Regions from separate parts of the Mus musculus genome. Here region 2 is linked to region 1. The links are chromatin contacts, called in public Hi-C maps. All regions are on one chromosome and are shown on one strand. Each heading gives the region's core, a stretch centred on a gene start, on an enhancer-like site or on the middle of the called end of the contact. The rest is flanking DNA. Distances are from core to core; before and after follow the strand shown. Region 1 overlaps Lpar3 (lysophosphatidic acid receptor 3). Region 2 has its middle 17 kb from the start of Gm40167.

Evidence for each region. A called contact is a pair of places that touch in the nucleus more often than the background predicts.
Region 2: a contact with region 1 is called in a Hi-C map of cortical neurons, with 2.2 times the contacts expected there. The contact joins two enhancer-like sites. A contact is called at or near these places in 1 of 15 datasets of contacts at CTCF or cohesin (the NIH/3T3 cell line) and 6 of 484 Hi-C or Micro-C datasets (the C10 cell line, the HL-1 cell line, cerebral cortex and 3 more).

Annotation. Positions count from the first base shown.
Region 1 is chr3:146,284,905-146,287,604 of GRCm38.p6, forward strand. Lpar3 (lysophosphatidic acid receptor 3) reads left to right here. Exons shown (of 3, transcript NM_022983.4): 3 at 1-1,310. The coding sequence ends at 89. Among named protein-coding and RNA genes, the nearest start is that of Gm40167, 60 kb to the right of the region's middle. Within about 2 kb of position 1,402, at least 1 of the 459 cell types and tissues checked has an H3K27ac peak or open chromatin away from gene starts, as enhancers often do. A contact at or near this core is called in cortical neurons, where this site is marked.
Region 2 is chr3:146,327,655-146,330,354 of GRCm38.p6, forward strand. No RefSeq gene overlaps it. Among named protein-coding and RNA genes, the nearest start is that of Gm40167, 17 kb to the right of the region's middle. Within about 2 kb of position 1,312, at least 118 of the 459 cell types and tissues checked have an H3K27ac peak or open chromatin away from gene starts, as enhancers often do. A contact at or near this core is called in cortical neurons, where this site is marked.

The DNA.
Region 1 (2,700 bases), core at 152-2,651:
CCACCATCCACAGCAGGAGCGAGACGGGCAGCCAGTACCTGGAGGACAGCATCAGCCAGGGCCCGGTGTGCAATAAAAACGGCTCCTAAGCCACGGACGCCTCCGCCCTCTTCCCCTGGGGAAAGAGCTGTTAAGCGTCCTCACCTGTCTCACAAAGCACGTGGACAGGGTTGTTTGAGGGCTCCATGCATCACTTCTGGGGCTTTTAAGTTTTCATGGTCAAGGAAAATAGATTTACGGCGTTTAGTAAAAGCGCACAGGAAAGGGAGAGATGAGCAGTGGGTTCCGGCTTGTCTGTGATCCGCTCCCAACATCCTCCAGCTCTTGCGAGAGCCATGCTGGGCTCTGTCACCATCTTGCCACCATTGTCTGTGTGTTTTCAATGATGGTGTTGAAAGTCCTAGGTCAAAAGAAAGTAGTAAATAATGGTACCTGAGCCCCCCATTGTGTGGCTACTAGATTCTGTAGTTGTTTCCGCATGGGTTTAAAATGTTCAGAAAAATATTTTAGCAGTGAACTTTGATTTCCTCAGAGAAGCCATGGCCAGGAGCTAGGTGGGCAACTGTATAGTAGAGTAAGTGATGATATTGACCGGTAGGTTGAACTTCTTCCAAATAGCGTCAAATATGAGCACGATTAGATCTTCAGTCTTGGTTATCAGGATACCGCTGAGGGGCTTGCTGGATCCCAAGTGCAAAGTAATTGCACATCGAGTATTTTAACCAAAGCTGCCAGCGTATTCTATCTTGTGGACTGCATTTTGATCTTGTATTTTTCTCCTTCAAAGACCTCTGAAAGGTAGATCAGTTAAAAACAAAAATAGTGTTCATACACATAGGCTACTGACCAGTGTTTTCGGTGTAAGACGTTTAGAGTGTATTCTGACAAAGTAAGAATAACTTCAAGGCAGGCACTATGGTATTTATGTAGCTTGCAAACGTTTACATGTTCTCTCTCTCTCTCTCTCTCTCTCTCTCTCTCTCTCTCTCTCCCCTCTGCTGTTGTGATGTAACATTTATGTGCACAAACTACTTGTAATAAAATATTTTAAGAAGCTATGCTTTGAGATATAATGGCCTAAAATATAGAGCGTTATGATTTGAAGTCTTAGATTTTTACATGCTTGATGCAGTAGGTAGGTGTACGCAAAGCTTATGTGAAAGCTACCTATAAAATAATAATTTGCGAGGACCTGTTATCCCTTGATGAGGGCCATTATTGCTCTGTATATTATCTAAGCAAAAATACAGCATGTGGTAACTGTGACTCACACTTGTATTGTAGAAGAAAAAAAAATCAAATTTGCCATGAAGCATGCACTCAGTGTTTTATGTGAGCATTCTGAATCTACAGCTGGCCAAAGGGTGGAGAATGGAAATTGAATTCCAGTCCCTGAATAGCTACTAAGGGATCTTTAAAGGTTTTATTTTGAGGCAAGAACCATTTTTAGTGCCCTGCATCCGAGTGTCCTATTCGGAATGGTGTCTGGAGGGGATCCAAAATGTGGAAACACAGGGTAGAAATAGATAGCTTTTGTGTTTATGCTCACTTACATCTCGAGAGCGGCACAAGAATAGGGAATTCCTGTATATTTGGAAATGATGATTGGAGGGGTTACAGAGTTCATGGAGACTGCTCAGAAAATCCAGCCTTTAGTGTGTGAGGGGAATAAATGCAAAGGAAGAGTGTTCCCCCGGCAGTTCTAAGATCCTGAGTCTACAAGCCTTGCCTGCCTTCCTTGCATTGTTCTTACTGAACGTCTCACCCATACCTAACCAGGTCCATGTTTGAATCTAGGCACAGGTCGAACAAGACCCCATCTCTTTAAGTGTGAAGCACTGCCTGTGCAGTTCTGATCAGTCTGTGTTGAGAGAAATTAGTCTGGTATCAAAAGTGATATCTTGGAAAGAAAAAAAATTTTTTCGAAAACAAGCTATTGAAATTTCATGGTGAAAAACAATTTTGCTGCAACTGAGTGGTAGGTGAGGGGCCTGTTTGTGACTTTGAGGAGCCCCAAGTCTGAATACTATAACAGAGCTACCCCTGGTTGCATTTGTACAAGCCGAACTAAGTTCCAATATCTCTATATGCCTCCAACTGTGTGAAGTTCCTTGTGAAAACCAGTATATTGATGCTTTTTTACAAATGCTAAAAGTCACAATGGGTCGGTGGGTCAGTTCTGATGCCCTGCCTTCCTGGGCCCTCTGAGAATATGCCCACCTCATGTTAAGATGGTCTGGGACCAAGGCCCCAGTATATGTGACAACTGTGATGCTGTTCACCTGCAGCCATCGGTCCATGCAGGCCAGAGCATTCTCTGAGCTCTGTTTTTTATGAGCCTTGGCAAGGCATTTGTCTTATGCTTGTTAACTCGCTAGTCCTCTGATCACTCCAGTGACGGGCATAAGACTATGGGTGCTCCTTTCCTCACTGTGGAACAAGCAGACTGAAGGTAAACTCCAAGAAGACACCCATGAAGGTGACTTACTGACAAACTCGAGACTCATTAAAATCTGGGATAAAAATAGCCTCAGCATTACCCTATAACACGAAGCATCTCACTGTGTCCCGAAGAGAATTAAAAACACACACAGCAGAGCCGACTTCTGGGGAGCTAACCATAGAATCTCATTCCCTTTGTGGATCACTAAACATGGTGTTAAATTGGAAGTCCCCAAAGCTCCTTCCAGTTTTAAATAT
Region 2 (2,700 bases), core at 62-2,561, 43 kb after region 1:
GGGTGAAAGATGACTCCAGATCAGCAGGAGACCCGAGGGGACCCTCTCACCCCTCTCTATTTCAGATGTCTAGAGAGGGACAGGCACTGCATGCATGCTTAATGAGTATTAACTGGGAGCAGCTGAAAGCATTAAGGACCAGCGTGTAACAGATTAGCTCACAGGGAGTAACCCAAACACATCTCCTTGGGGTTACATTTATCAGGGCACCTCGCTGGGTGTTCTCGCCGTCAGGAACCGCTTTGTAACCACATGCCCACTGCACCAAGGCCTCTGCCTTAGGAAGCGGCGCTGTGTTTGTTCACCCAGCGGAGCTTCCAAGGACATGAATTAAACATTTGTTCCTCCCAGCTCTGGCAGTTTGCCGCATTCTTGCGGAGGAAAGTCTAAAATGGCTTTGTTCTTTTTGCTGCAATCAAGGAGGGACCTGGAAGCAGAAGATACGGTAAGGCGAAGATCTTTAATTTGGCCACTAGGTGGCAAAAGAGTTCTACTGAAGATACTGCAGGCAGCCCAAGGCACTCTTAGGGAAATCCTAGACAGGTTTTCAGAGCAGGACAGGTTCTGTGAGAAAAGATCTCAGGGAAATGAAGGAGCTAAACTGATGCGAACAGCCTCTAGCACTCTGATCAAGACTACAAATCAGGATCCCAACTTCTAGAACAATCTTGTTCAACAAGCCACTCCGTTTCCCCCTCTTTAGGTATGCTCGTCTTGTATTCTCGGCGAAAATACAATAAGGAGGTGAACGTGGCATTTCAAATTAAAATTTAAACGTGCAGTTGCCAGTCTCGCGGTAGACACCTCTGAGATGACCCAAAGGCTTCGGACTCATAATTCTAACCCTCTTATGTCCTCGATCCCACCCCTTACGTCCTTACCCCGGCTGACCAGCAAATGTGCAGGTCAAATGCAGATGGAGACTCTAGCCAGCAGACCCGAATCCAAGCCCATTTGCCAGGTTCCCAAACCTTGATGTCTAGGCTTTCTAAACAAAAAGAGGAGGAACGACTCCATCATCAAATTCCCACCCAAAGACCATAGACATTCATCAGAAAGTGGACTTACTATCATTTTTATTTTAAAAATATTTATGATTGTGATGGATTGAATGAGATGTTCCCCCAAAGTCTCCAGTATTTGAATACTTGGACACCAGTTTGCAGTACTGTTAGGGGCAGCTTGGGAGTTACGGCCTTGCTGGAGAGCAAATGTGGACTTTGAGAGCTTAAAGCCTTGGCCAGTTTGAGTTGGCGTTCTCTGCTTCTTGCTTGCAGTTTGAAGAAGTGAGCTCTCAGCTTCCTGCTACGGCTCCGCCCATCGCGGCTCCGCCCATCGCGGCTCTGCCCCTCTGCCATCATAGACCTTTACCCGTCTGGTACTGTAGCCCAAGTATAACCTTCCTTCTATAACCTGTCTTGGCCACGTTGTTAAGCAGTAGAAAAGTAACTAAGACGCGGTCTTTTAAATTTTCATATACCCTATCATGTTTCAAAAAGGTCTTACAAAACAACTAAGCCACCCACACGTCTCAGAGACCAAGAAGTGCTTGAATGATGATAGCCCTTTCAACAAAAACTATTAAAAATATTTACTGGGTGCCACCTTAGTTAGTTTGTGTGAGTTATTTTACCTAATATCCTGTCAACAGAAATCATATTTGTCTAGCTCAACTGGCTCTTTTTTCTTGCCAACTATGAATTCATATTTTTGACAAATGAGAAATTTACACTAGTGGATCTACCCTGATGTGACCTTTTTCTTTTCCTGCCACTTTTGAGCTGTGTGAGGACACTGGGTGCTTGTGTGGCCTTGGTGATGCCCACATTTCTTAAAGCTTGTAGCTAGCTGTATTGTTATTTCAAACCATCTTAGGGAGATAGGTAATGCTGGAAGCACTTGGTTCTTCTTTTCCAAAGACCATTCTCTTGTTAAAGGGATCAGAGAAGAATCGATACCATTATAAATAAAGAATTGTGTTCCCAGGAGGAAGGAGCAGCTCTTCCTTATTCAATTATAATTAATAAATGAGGAGTTAAGGGAAAATCCACAAAAATCAGATACTGTGATTTTAAAAGACTCTTGTAGGTGACTCTGGATAAGTAAAATGAAGGCAAGGTCCCGCACATTGTGATTGTTCCTGTTCAGTATCCCATATTGTCCACATCCTTAATAAGGAGCAAAAAGATCACATTTCCCAGTCTCCCTGGCAAGTGGTTCTCACATGATTAACTTCTGGCCAATGGAATATCAACACCTGGTGGGTTAATTTCCAGGAAAGCTTTTAAAAACAGAATATAGACGTAGCCTTTTCCCTCCCTCTTTTTTCTTTGCTTCCCATCTAGAAGACAGATTTTATGGCCGCTATTATCGTGGATGCATGTGAAACATGAAGCAGCTGTAGGTATGGAAACCACGTGCTGACATGCAGACAGAGAGAGAAAAGGTCCTGATCACCCCGCAGAACTCCCAAGCCGGAACCAGTCTCACTGCCTCCAAACTATGCAAGCATTACACAGCACTCCACGTCAGGAGTTGGCAGCCAATAGAAACTTGAATGGACACAGGAGTATGAAAACCTGTGAGATAGAGAAAATGGTGAGAAACAGAGCTCTCTGTCTTTAAGTATATAATTTTTGTGCATAAAAAACTTTGGAGGTAAGAGTGTACACACACACATTGTTTTAATTATGGCTGAGG